Linked DNA regions of Siniperca chuatsi: region 1 is linked to region 2. The links are chromatin contacts, called in public Hi-C maps. All regions are on one chromosome and are shown on one strand. Each heading gives the region's core, a stretch centred on a gene start, on an enhancer-like site or on the middle of the called end of the contact. The rest is flanking DNA. Distances are from core to core; before and after follow the strand shown.

Region 1 (6,686 bases), core at 3,709-6,208, 380 kb before region 2:
CTTTATTTTGCACATCTGTTAAATTTGCCTCCATTTAACTTGTTAGTTTTTTTCATTTAGTTTTTTTTTGTTATGTGTCAGTGTATTCATTGTTCTTTTAAATCTCCTCATTTATGTCCTTTCCTTGACCCTACCTCTTTCCTTCCTTCTTTACACCCATTTCTTCCCCTCCTCTCTTCACCTCTTTCTTCCATCCCTTCTTCCCTCCCCTCCCTCCTTTCAGAAATCCGACGTGCCGCTGGACTATGACCAACATGACCCAGAGCAGAAGCAGATCTACCGGTTTGTCAGGATGTTGTTCAGTGCCGCTCAGCTCACTTCTGAGTGTGCCATCGTCACACTGGTAAGATTTTTTAACCTCCTCCATCGTCCTAATATTTTTGTGGACCATAACATAAAACACTCATACCCAAATGTACATCCTGGGTGGTTTGTCTTATGGAAAAACAGAGTATTGCCAAGTTTCTTCAGAAAGCTTTCCCACGAAGGTAAGGTGCGACCTGCCTTAAACTGTGCCCACACAAACACACACAGTTTCTGTTTAGGCCACAGGGGAAATTGCACCCTGATGTGTTTAGACAAGCCAGGGATGTGTGTAAATTGGTGATGAGACGGTGCATCCAAAATACCATGTCGTCTGTGTGTGTCGGTGAGTCTCAGAGACCAGTGATGAGTGTAGGATGTCAGAATGTATACCTCCTGACACCACTGAGTGGAGCATGAGTAAGTTAGATTAGATCATCCACCATTTTGAGAACTTATTGGGTCATGATGGTAAAGGATCCAGGCTTGTAACTATTGTGTTCACAGCTTTTGTCTTTTTTCAACACTTTAAATCATTGCCTTACTTTCATGCCCAGTTTTCAGTGATGTCTCCTTTATCCCTGTTGTTGTGCAGGTCTACCTGGAGAGGCTCCTGACCTATGCAGAGATTGATATCTGTCCAGGTAACTGGAAGAGGATCGTTCTGGGTGCTATCCTGCTGGCCTCCAAGGTTTGGGATGACCAGGCCGTCTGGAACATTGACTACTGCCAGATCCTCAAGGATATCACTGTGGAGGACATGTGAGTTTATTTCACGTTCGGAAAAGGGATTGCTTTTATGTTTAGGACTTTGGTTGAGAATTAAGAATCATATTAGGATTAGGTTTGGGATTAGCTCAGAACTGGGACAAAAAGGACGAGGAAGACGAATCCCTCAAAATAGGTTTCTGGTAGATTTGGCTTTACATTCAAAATTTCATCATCATAGGGACAGAAGACTAAAAACACTGGATTTTAAACAGCAAGTCACTGGTATTAATCCCTGGATACGTTAAAATATGTGTGAAGGAAATGCAAATCACCCTGCCCAGCTATTGTTGACCCTTCGAGTGGCCAACAGCAGACTGCTTGCAGTATGCAGCTGCATGAATGTGATTCAAAAAGGGACTCACTGATATAGTGAGTGAGCATTCTTCTTTTCTTTGTTTTTTGCCATTTTTTGGTAGGTAGTGAGTTAATTACTTTGACTTTGCATTAAAACCTTCCAGTTACCAGGACTGGTCATGAAGACACATCGTCAGGGGGAAAAAAGCTGGATAAAAGGCATGGACTTGTATTGATATTCTGTATATATTTTACCTATTGTACATGTAAAAAGACTGATTAATTAATTTCTGGAATGATTATTCCAGAAAGCCAGCAGTTAAATCTTTCATGTATGAACCTCCAGCTCATTCTTCTCTAACAGGAATGAGTTGGAGCGGCAGTTTCTGGAGCTGCTGCAGTTCAACATCAACGTGCCGTCCAGTGTCTACGCCAAGTATTACTTTGACCTGCGATCGCTTTCAGAGTCCAACAATCTCAGCTTCCCCCTGGAACCGCTCAGCAGAGAAAAGGCCCAAAAACTAGAGGTGAGACGCTTCCATTCAGCTGTCCATTCACACAGCCTTTTCTCTCTCTTTATGTCTTTATGTTGCTTTTCCTTTCCTTTTCCTCTTATTCAGTTAATTGCCAATAAAATTTAAAACCAGTATGTGTATGCTGCACCCCCAGTGGTAGTATCAAATAAGACACTAGTAGAAAGCAATGCATGCTGCTCTTTCTTACTACAGAACTTTAAGCATTATTTTTTAATTGATACAATATGGTTACAGTCTAAAGCAGAACAAATAACCACAGAACACTGAGCAGATCATTGCTACTTTGGAGACAGGCATGCTGTGCTTGTACGGTTTTCAGTCTCCCTTTGCAACATCAATCTCACCATCACAGATGTGCAAGAGTAAACTGCAAAGAAAACATGATAACTCTGTGTTGCTGTTTCGTTAGGTGCGAAAATTTCATCTGAAATGTTTTTTAATGGTTTAGCAATCTTTGCCGATCTTCAGATGTGATGTAAATGCAAAAAAAAAAATGCAAATGCAAATGACTCAGTGCCTGATTTAGTTCTTGAATTTCCGTTCTGTGGTGCTTTCCTTTCTGAAACTATTAGTCAAAAAGGGGCTAAATGTTTCTACCAACACAAATATGTGCCGCCAAAATCATTTTAAAGATATTTATATATCTTTAAAAGGGCTCAGTGGTGTCAGGGGAAAACATTTCTTTAAAGAGTGTGACTTCTTTCAATAATTACGCATCATAGAAAAATACTGTGGATACTGAAAATAGAATTTCAGTTCCTTCATGAAAACCCTTTCCATGTCCTCTCTTCAGGCTATTTCCAGGCTATGTGATGACAAGTACAAGGACGTACGGAGAGCTGCAAGGAAGCGCTCGGCCAGCATGGACAATCTGTGTGGGATCAGATGGGTTCCTGCAATCCTCTCCTAACCACTATTAATCTGCCATGTACTGAACACTGGCATCAGGCTGCAGACACTGGCTGGATGAGAAAACTCTAAAAACACACATTAGTGGAAACAGACCAGCATGGTCCAAAAACTTCAGTTTGGATACCCAGATAATACCAACACATGGAACAGAGAGTGAAACCTGAAATCAACATCTGGACCTCACACCTTCAAACTGGAGGGAAGAAAGTGAAGCCACGTCCGTAGTTTCTGGAGGTGAGGTGAATGCCAGGGGGGTTTCTAACTTAACCTAATGCCTTCACAGTGCCTCAACTATTCTGTTCATGAAAGAGAGAAGGGAGTTCCAGGTTGTTATATCATCTGTGGAGAAAAATCTAGCTTTGGACGAACCCAAAAAGTCCTGGACAAGACAACCGTGAAGACTTCTTAGGACACGGCATTGTGAAGTTGTCTTAATGTCGGCACTCTGTTCAGTTTTCCGGTTTTGTCCAGACTACTCTGTGTATGGCTAAATTGAAAGATTTGACATAACCTGCCTTTGAGATGGCCCTGCAACTTCACAATGAAGCATATTATTTATTTTACTTGATTATGTGAACTTATGTGAATAGTTGCAGCTGTCTGAACCCATAGCACCTGCAGAGTTTCAAAAACAGTAGCGTAGCACTGGAATTTCTACCGGTTATTTATTTCCTTTGACAGGTCTTAGAATAATAAAAGTGTCAGCAAATTTTCTCCTTTGGAAATCTTTATATTCAAGGTTTACAGTATTTCTAGCGTACCTCTCAATACTCAGGTAGTCCATTTCATCTTTTGATTTATTGTGATCCTCCTCATTTGCTTATCCCATTAATTATGACAAGTGACAAACAAATTGCAGATGGAAGGAGCTAGAATTTATAAACAATTGTGACAACATTCCCACAGATATCACGGATACATTCCTGTTTTGGGGACATAATAATGGGCATAATCAAACAATTACTACCACATTTCTTTAGACTGTATAACATGCAATATAGACCAGAGCATGTTTTCTCGAGGTTCTGATTCAGTATTCATCAGATTTTGGTTACATCTCAACGTGACTTGGTCAAGATGTGTTTGCAGTTTAATTTTTAGAAGCCCCATTGAAGCTTTGAGTAGAGTAAGCAGACCTCTCTGCTGACATCTACTGGACATTTGAGCATAGCAGAAAACTCATTTCAGGTTGTGGTGATTCAATGGGTCAGTATATTTAGCACCAAAATATACTGTTACTGTAAAACACAAACTTCAGCCTCAAACCAAAACAATAATCACAGCCAACAGTTGGGTGTACTGGTCTGACAAGGAGGCCACACAGCACTGCTTTGTTTTTATTTATTCAGTATTATAGAGCTACATAACAATACATTACATCTACAGTACATTTGGAAAATCATAAATAAAAAAGCTGTAACCCCAATTGTCACAAGTATGATTTTCCAGTGATCTGCTATCTCTTTTGTGTCACCAACAACACCAATGTGTCCTGTTGATCTGTCCTTAAGAAAAGGTGTCCATGGAAAAAAGCCATGGTGTGTGTCCCAAAATTCAGAATGGTCCAGATTATTAAAAGAATAGTAATAAGCCACTAAGGGTGTGTTCATTCACCACAAAGGTATACTTTCATTGCCTTTGAAACCCACATTCATTATGTTTTTTCAAATAATTTCAGCACACTTGTAACTTTTCAATATGACGCTAATTTTATGAAGATAAACGCTGACTGTTGAGCCAAGTCTTTAGAAGTGTTGAAACTGCTGACAAATACATTCTTTTGTATTTCCATTATACATTTGATTTCAGTCTAATTGCTACTGGCAAATAACTGATCAGGTTTTCACGTGTTTTTCTCATTTGTCTGAAAACTAAATCACTAAAATATAATTATTTTCCAAATTAACTTTGTACAATGTATAAAGTAAAAAAAAAACAGACAGGTTAATTGTGAATTATTTAAGGATGTGTTGATTTATGTTTTTAATAAAAGAAAATGCTCTTGTCTATAATAATGCTGTGTTTTTAAGTGATTTGCAGATTTTCTACATTTTTCACAGTGACAAGAGGATTTTGTTTCACAGCACTGGCATTCAAATTCAGATGCCATTGATGCCAGTGTCTACTAAAATATTAATCATCAATTGTCTTGTGATATGATTATTGCCTTAATGTGACTTAGAGATTGACTCAATTCCAAGTTTATGATTGTCTATTACAAGCTCTCCTACATATGATTGTCAGCTGCCGGTAACGTTAACTGGTACGTCGACATCCCAACAATGCTTTGATGGCAGCCTGGTAAGAATAGCTCTCCCCACAGGTCCTGGCCTCCGCAGACGAGAGTGTGAAGCAGTAAGAAAACAATAGAGGTGACTGTATTTAGTGGCAAGCTGTGAGGGTCAGCACTGTGGTCGTGGAACAGTGTTGAAGGGGACAGCAGCTCAGGAACTTCCCCCTGATTTGGATCTGTCAGTTTTAAAGAAGCTTTTCTTCAGAGGTTTGTTTTCTACGGGATCAGGGTTAGTGCTGAACAACGAGGATGATGAGCGCAACAGATCTACTCTTCATCACTATCAGTCACAATGTCTCCTTTATGGGTACGTTTTTCTTTTGCAGTAACAATATTGCCTATTAGCAATTAAGCTGTGTTAGTATGTCAGTATTTATTTTGTATATGATGGCAATTACACATCTGTTAAGCCAAATAAACAGTAAATGTGAAGTGCTGTGAACTTATTAAACAAATCAGTAAAAAAAAGTTCTATTCTTAATCCAAGTAGTGATTAAGGTCGATGCATTAAAGAGCGCATTAAGAACAATGTATTTTGACTGCAGGTAGGATTTCTGTCCTTGATCTGATTTTCTTCTTTAGTTATATACTTCCTACATCGTAGTATAGTGAATTTCGTCTCTCTCCTCCCTCTCTGTCTCGAATTTTGTGTTTTTGCCTTTGTAATTTTAGAATGATCTTGATGTTTTATGTCTGTAATAGATTTTATTTTGATGTGTTTGTAAATAATCATTCTTTATGTACATCTTGTTTGCTTTTATGCTGTTTCATCATTAACATTATGTCATGTTTGATACATTTGATTATTTTATTTAAATCCTATTTTTTTCCTTGATATAACCTATAATTACCCAACTGGGATCATTTAAGTTTAATCTTAATTTAATCTAGCAGTCATTATTACTTGATGATCTCTTTTCCATTACAGGCAAAACCTGGTGGATGTTGATGCTGGTTTTACGTCTGCTAGTCCTCCTGCTGGCTGGCTTCACCCTATTTAGTGACGAGCAGGAAAGATTTATCTGCAACACCATCCAGCCAGGCTGCTCTAATGTGTGTTTTGACGTATTTGCTCCTGTATCTGTCTTCCGTCTCTGGCTCTTCCACCTTATTCTTCTCTGTCTTCCCCATGTGCTGTTTGCAACCTACGTCATGCATAAAGTCTTGTCACATCCCTCTTCTGGAGGTTTCTACAGCTACAGGAGTCGAGGAGGGTCACCTTTCACCCTTGAGAACTCGAGCTCCTCAAGAGAACTGTCCTTGCATAAAGCTCCACTTCATGAACTCCCACGTGAATGGCAAGTGCCACGCTTCTACTGCGCTTACTTCCTGGTGGTAGTTCTACGGATCCTTATAGAAGTGGTTTTTGGTGCAGGCCAGTTTTTTCTCTTTGGTTTGTCCATCTCTAAGAGCTTCCTCTGTTACGAAGCTCCCTGCACATCTGGGGTGGAATGCTACATCTCCAGACCAACTGAGAAGACCTTAATGCTCAACTTCATGCTGGGTGTTGTCTCCTTGTCCATTCTGCTGAGTTTGGTAGACCTGGTGAGCTCCATGAAGGCGATGGTGAGATGGAG
Region 2 (6,749 bases), core at 4,237-6,736:
TTTACAAAAGTAGCACATGCACTAATGGCTGGCATCAAATGGCTTCATACTTTAATACATTCCCCACAATTTCAGGGAGACAAAAATGTTGCTGGATATTGTTCAATATCTCAAAATTACAGCTCATTCCATCCTATAAAATATAAGATTTCATACAAAAACATCCCCACCCCGCTCACTTTTATTACCCGGAGCAATAGAAGGCTTGGTGTTATGTGGCTGAATTTAGGGGGAAAGCATGGCTCTGCCTTCCCAAGATGGACCGAGCTTAAAGTAAACAGCCCATGATAATTTATTTTATCACATACCCAACCTTTATTTGCCCTTTGTGAGGGGAGTGATAAAGAAACAGCCAGGGCGTTATGTGATAAACCTTAGTACTGATACGGCAGGTGGCTGACCAGTGTTTGCCAAAATGCCACCGCATGTTGTGGTTGCATTATGTGCATTAAATGTGTTTACTGCAGGACTCATAATGCAAAGATAGTAATGACTGTTGATGATAAAGCTCTGGGATTTACTATTATATCAGCAAGCAGTTATTCATGTCTTTTAGCTTACAGCGTGGCTTAAGGGATGGCAATGTTGATTGGTCGGTCAAGTTTACCCATACACTTTTGTTTATGACGAAATACCTGCAAAACTAATGACATTCATTTCAGCCTCAGCTGTACATTGTGTTTAGTGGTAATTGGCAAATGTTATTATGCTAACACAATAAACTAAGATGGTTAACATCAGCATGTTAGCATGCCTGTCTAAGTACATCCTCAGAGTGCGCTGTGACTCTTAGTCTTGTTGAATTTTAGGATACTACATTCTGTAATTCATTAGTTCGGTCATCAGAAGATGATGCCAAAATTGAAATATTTTAAAATTTGATTTAGATTTGGATGTTAACAGATGACCAGAATAAAGGTTGAGGTAAACTGAGTTAAGGATAAAGAAATGGATTTAGGGCTAACATTAGAATTAGATTAGATGAGAGTGACAAATAAGGTTAGCAGAAGCCCTCTCTTTGAAACTGAGCATTGAAACTGTAGCTTTGGACAAATGCATCTACAAAATAAATAAGTGTAAATTAAGCTTAGAGATGTAATAAGCATTATTGTTACAGATTATGATTTTAGACAGTTGAAGATCCTCAAAAGTTAGTGTTAGTTTTTGTGCAAGGCAGTATTCTCCAGCTGCAGGTGAATACATAAACTACATGGACAACCATGCATTAGATTAGATTCAACTTTATTGTCATTACACATGTACAAGTACAAGGCAACGAAATGCAGTTTAGGTCTAACCAGAAGTGCAATAAGCAATTGCAGGATATAAAATATGTACATAAATGCAGGATAGAGCAATATTATGAAAATATAAAACTGCCAGGAATGCGCAAACCAATATCCAAGAGCTCATGCCGGGTGTACGATGTTAAAGCACAGCTGTTCTGCACGAACAGACCCGAGATGAGCAAGAAAAACACTGCATAAATGCAAAAACTGGAGAGACGCTGAGCCTCGCGATGTACACGCGCCGCCAGATTACGCTAATTATCATGGTCAACCATGCATTACACCCATATGTGATTGTTAATTATCTTATTCTGAAACCATTGGCATTAAACAGCCTCCACTCTTCTGGTTCCAAGCTTTCCACCAGATTTTGGAACCTGGCTGCAGAGATTTGCTCCCATTCAGACACAAGAGCATCAGTGAGGCCCAACACTGATGTTGGGCGATTTGACCCTGCTAACAGTCGACGTTCCAGTTCATCCCAAAGGTGTTGGATGGGGTTGAGGTCAGGACTCTGTGCAGGACAGCCAAGTTCTTCCACACCAAACTGGGAAAACCATTTCTATATGGAGCTGGCTTTGATGGGGGCACAGGAGCATCGTCATGTTGAAACAGGAAAGGGACAAACACAAACTGTTGACACGAAGTTGGAAGCACAATATTTTCTTAAATATCATTGTATGCTGTAGCAATAAGATTTCCCCTCCTTAGAAATAAGAGGCCTAGCCTAAACCTGGGAAAACAGCTCCAGACCAGTGTGGACAACACCGTCTTTGTACTTTTGGCCACATAGTTTATATAACAGTAAGAATATGTAGCAAGTAGTTGCTGCGGGAAGAAACATCCATACTCAGCAAACTGTCACTCGATAACAAAGCTGTAAACAACAGAAGTGAGGAAGAGCATGAGAAGCCAGGGTTTTGTTTTCCATCTGACACTGATTGATAGCTTCAGCCTGGGTGAACCAGCGTCTGGCCAGTCCAGACCTTTATAAAATCCTGTGGATTACCTGGAGGAAAGAGCACATCAACACCAACAAGCCACAAGTCACTCACATCCCTGACAGCACTATATGCACTGTATTTGGAGGGATGAATTTTCTGTTATATAAAGTATGTTACGGATATTATATTTGCATTACATTTGTGGATTTGTTGTTTGTGTGCCGCATTGTCGCACAAAAAACAGCCTTGTTTATAGCTTGACCACCATGTATTTATTACTTTATTCAAATAACGGCTTTAGGAGCAGAGGGGTGTAGAGTTGGTTCCACCCTATAGAGGCGGTGTAATCCATCAGTTGACCTTAAAGTCACCATGAAAAGAAAAATGACTTTTTCAAGTTGTTTGCTTGTTTTTTTTTTACACTATAGTATAATCCTATGTAACAATAAGTGCCAAATGTGTGCGTATGCGTGTTTTTATCTTAAAAAAAAAACAACAAGAAAATAAATTCACCTCTTCCTGGAAAATAGCAGTGAGCTCATGCTTTACCAAATGTGTGGAAATAAAACTCCCAGCAAATAAAACCGTTTTTATTTCTTTGAAATCACATAAGGTTATACTTTTGATTGATCATCATTATGTCCTGCCTCAATATCCTGCTTCAACAGGAGCACATCAAGGCAAGATGCATGCTGCCAAAATACCTTTTCAGCTCCTCTAGATTGAAGATATGTGGTTTGCAAATGAAAATAGCTTCATGTGAAATTACGAAAAGAAAATAGAAAACTACTTACAAGCAGCAATGCTATGAAATCACTGAAACCCACTGTTTCAAAAATCTTTGATACAAGTTCATTTACACTGAAATGATGTCGCTTCATGGCCACATTTTGCTTTCATGTAATCAAATGAATATTTTTGCAGCGTGTCTGTTTCACCCTGCTTTGTGTGATCAAGGTTTTCGCTGATAATGAACATGCAGTGGCAGACTGGAACTGGAACGTCCTGTTGGAGGACACTCCCGCTCTGTCAAAAACCCTCCTGCCTCCTCACCAAGGCCTCCTATTCATGCTGCTGGAAAATCTCCCACATGTTGTCAGTGGGAACACAAGGGATGACCGTGGGTGCCTCAAAAGATATTCGAAAAAAGAAAGAAGAAAAGGCAGTCTGTTGCTGTCAATACAAGCAGAGAGATTTTTTTTGCAGGAATTAAATAAGTTTTGCGTGGTGCTTGAGAGTCCCTACTATAATGAGAACGAACTGCACTGTTTGCATTCCAATCCCATAGGATCTCATTGTGAGGTCTGTGGTAGGTTTATAGCGACTATATCATACCTTTGTAACTTTTCTATGATATTCTCTTTGCTGTTTTATTTACACAGTGTTTCTCATATACGTGCTATTGTTACTTAAACAGCCTACGAAGGATGGAAGGCCAACAGGCTGAAGCTGCATCTCCTTATCTGCAGAGCATTCACCTTAGCATCATCTTGAATTAATTCCTTCTACTTGCTTCACAGAGACCAGTGACCTATTTTGGATATTGAAGGAAATGGCTGCATTTCTTTTGGCAGGCCTTTTGAAAGAGCCTTGTCAACCTCCTGTGACATAAAGAAACACAGACCGCAAAGGAGGTGGCCCCTGAAAAAGGACACAGTTCATATACATAAACTATAAGAAGCATCTTCTGATTTCAGATGATTGCTTTGATTCCATAGTAATTTTACACCCTGCCGGACTCAGCAGTAGAACCATCCTTACAAAACACGTTATGCAGCTGAGCTTTGTTCAAACTCTGTGCATGTTATTTTAAATCCTTGTTGTTGATACCCCAAAGTTTCCAATAACAGCAAAAATCTCAGGCTGCAATGTAAGGAAACACAGGATCTCCAGGGTCCCCCCTAAAAACGTATTTACTGCGTAGCAATCGGTTTGTGGTACTTTGATTACTTCTAACCAATAACAACAATATCAACTGTCATGATAAAGGCCTAAAGGTGTGTCCTACTTTATTGCCTGTCTATTTTGAAGAGGTCCCTGTGTCAAGATTTAGTTTTAAGACCTACATTATTTCAGGTGCATATTTCGAAATGAATGTGTGTTTAATCATATTACTGCACATAAACCTGGAGTGGGGGTAGTATTCTATCACAGGAATACTGTTCATTTTTGTCCCAGGGCCCTCAGATTAATCCGCCCATGGCCGTGTAGTGTATGTATTAAATAAGAAGATAAAAATTTTATGTGTCTTATGTACGTTGGTGAAATTGTCTTTCATGGGTTTTGTAACTTTGCAGCCACTCAAATGATTAATGCTCTTCATTAATTTAAGGGAAATGAAAATGAAGGAAAAGAATATGAAACAGGTTGAAGAAAGATTTCTAAGCCTTCAGACAGCCCAGATTAATGTGCAAAAGATCTTAGTGTGTCAATGATAGAAAGGTATTTTGGCACACCAATTAGTTGTTGCAGACAAAATTAAAAATGAATTATAAATAAGTCACCGAGCCGTCACAATAAAAGTAAAAACCAATAATTAGATAAATAAAGTTGACCAACTAATATCAACTAAAATCTCTTTCTTTATTCATTTTTCAAGCTTTACCCTACAGTTAATGAAATTGGCATGGCAAATATAAAAGTTGCTTAGCAACACTGAAGTACAGTCTTAAGAAGTCTGTATATGTATGTAAATGTGGTGGAATATAAGTTTGAAATAAATGTGGGGGGCTGCATACACTTTTTTTTCACAATAAAGGTGCTCAGCTGCACTTTAATAATATGTGTTTCCAACTTTTCTCCTACTTTGGGACGCCAGAGGGGAACACCACGCTGTCACTACTTGGTTTAACATGATCTTACAGCGACATCTGCTGGAAGACAGATTGAATTACATTTAAAGGGAAACAATGGAAGACGATATCCAGAGATAGTTTTAAATGAATGAACATTACATTTGCAGCTGCAACAAAGTTAAAGTCTGATATTAGCGTAAGCTAGTGTTGAATTTGTGTTACAATACTGCTGCCCTTCAAAAAACTCCCCCGTACCAGTCATGGTTTGGTAAAGTTAGTGTATGCTCTTCTTTCCAGCTCGACCAACCAAAAACACGCATGTTTCCAGGTGGAAGTTCAGCTCGCGGGTGTCAAAACATTGCTCAGCGCGTGAGTAGAGTTTCAATGCTGACGGATAGGTATAACTGAGCAGAAAATGGCTCTCAGATCTGTGATCTGCGCAGGTGTGACGGCCATTTTCATGTGTGCAACCGAGCCAACGTGTCATGCGTACTACACACGGCGGTGAGAGGACACGGACCCAACATGCACGACCGAAATCATGTGGAGTTATTGATAGCGTTTGACTAGAACTGTGATTTTACAGGAGAACATATTGGGAGTAGACACACTTGAATAATTTAGCAACTGTCAAAACCATGTTTCGGCAAACGAAGGCGCTGTTCCAGAAACTTCGATACCAAACGTTAAGGTAAGCTAGCTAATGGTGCAGCACGCCGGGCGTATTGGTAATCAATTAAATGCCGTTGTGTGAGCTGTGGACTCGGTGGTGTCACGGACTGTGAAGATACGATTAGGTATTGTGATACCGTAGATGAAAGGGTGCTTTGATTTTGTCTAAATGTGACTCAGCAGTTAAACTGATGAAACAGCTGATGCAACCAAAAAAAAAAAAGAGGAGGACGCATCCTTTTGGAGTTATCTAACTTTATTGTTTGTAGTTTTATATTGGCAAGTCTTTTTAATAGAAGGCTGTGGGCAATAGCTATTGTTTGGGGTAAAGGAAAAGATAGCTGCAAGTTCGTTAAGTCTTGATAGTAGCCTCATACTAGCCTACACCATATTATGTTACTTCATTCAATGGCCTGTTGAAATGTAAAAGTGTTTAATAATGTAATGATATTTGCATATGGTCTCACACCTAAACCCACCAATTAGACGTATTTGCCTAGCATGTGTAACTGCAAAAAGAAATGCATGTACACTCTGGAAAGTCATCAGCTGCAATGAAAGATGAAACAAATACCCACACAAGGCTTGTTCATTACTACTTCTTTTTGTCCTCACAGTGGTTATGTTTCACCTTTTTAAACCTAAGGTCCTTATTGAAGTTGTGTGGCTGCAGTTTGTTTCAGAAGGATACATTTTGGAATAGAGCAAATGTCTAATTAAAGTCTCAGCATCATTATTAACTAATGGACCAAGCAAGGCTGATCATTTTCATTTATAATCTATACTTACGTTGCTGGACAATTGTTTCTGATCGAACCAGCTGCGCCATACTATGGGAATGTGTCAGCCAGTATACAAGATACTCAACGCTTTAAAATATTGAGATATAAAATGTGTATTTGTTTGTGCAAAGATTGCTGACTTGTTCTTTGTACAAACCCCCCTCCAGGTTCAATGGACAGCCGCATACATGGAAGCTGAAGAGCACTTCAGCAAGAGAGAGGGCAGTTCAGTACCAACCAGGACAGAAGATCCATGGCTTTACTGTC

Evidence for each region. Hi-C and Micro-C count contacts between places; a contact is called where the count stands out from the background.
Region 1: a contact with region 2 is called in a Hi-C map of skeletal muscle, with 2.7 times the contacts expected there. The contact joins the promoter of LOC122886333 here to the promoter of pitrm1 in region 2. A contact is called at or near these places in 2 of 3 Hi-C or Micro-C datasets (skeletal muscle and an unstated tissue).

The regions. Positions count from the first base shown.
Region 1 is chrLG13:4,930,064-4,936,749 of ASM2008510v1, reverse strand. LOC122886333 (gap junction delta-4 protein-like) reads left to right here and starts at 4,958. Exons shown (of 2, transcript XM_044218355.1): 1 at 4,958-5,416; 2 at 6,038-6,686. The coding sequence starts at 5,359. It overlaps LOC122886334 (cyclin-Y-like), which reads left to right. Exons shown (of 10, transcript XM_044218357.1): 7 at 224-343; 8 at 899-1,065; 9 at 1,733-1,895; 10 at 2,698-4,828. The coding sequence ends at 2,814.
Region 2 is chrLG13:4,554,182-4,560,930 of ASM2008510v1, reverse strand. pitrm1 (presequence protease, mitochondrial) reads left to right here and starts at 5,486. Exons shown (of 27, transcript XM_044219068.1): 1 at 5,486-5,719; 2 at 6,650-6,749. The coding sequence starts at 5,667.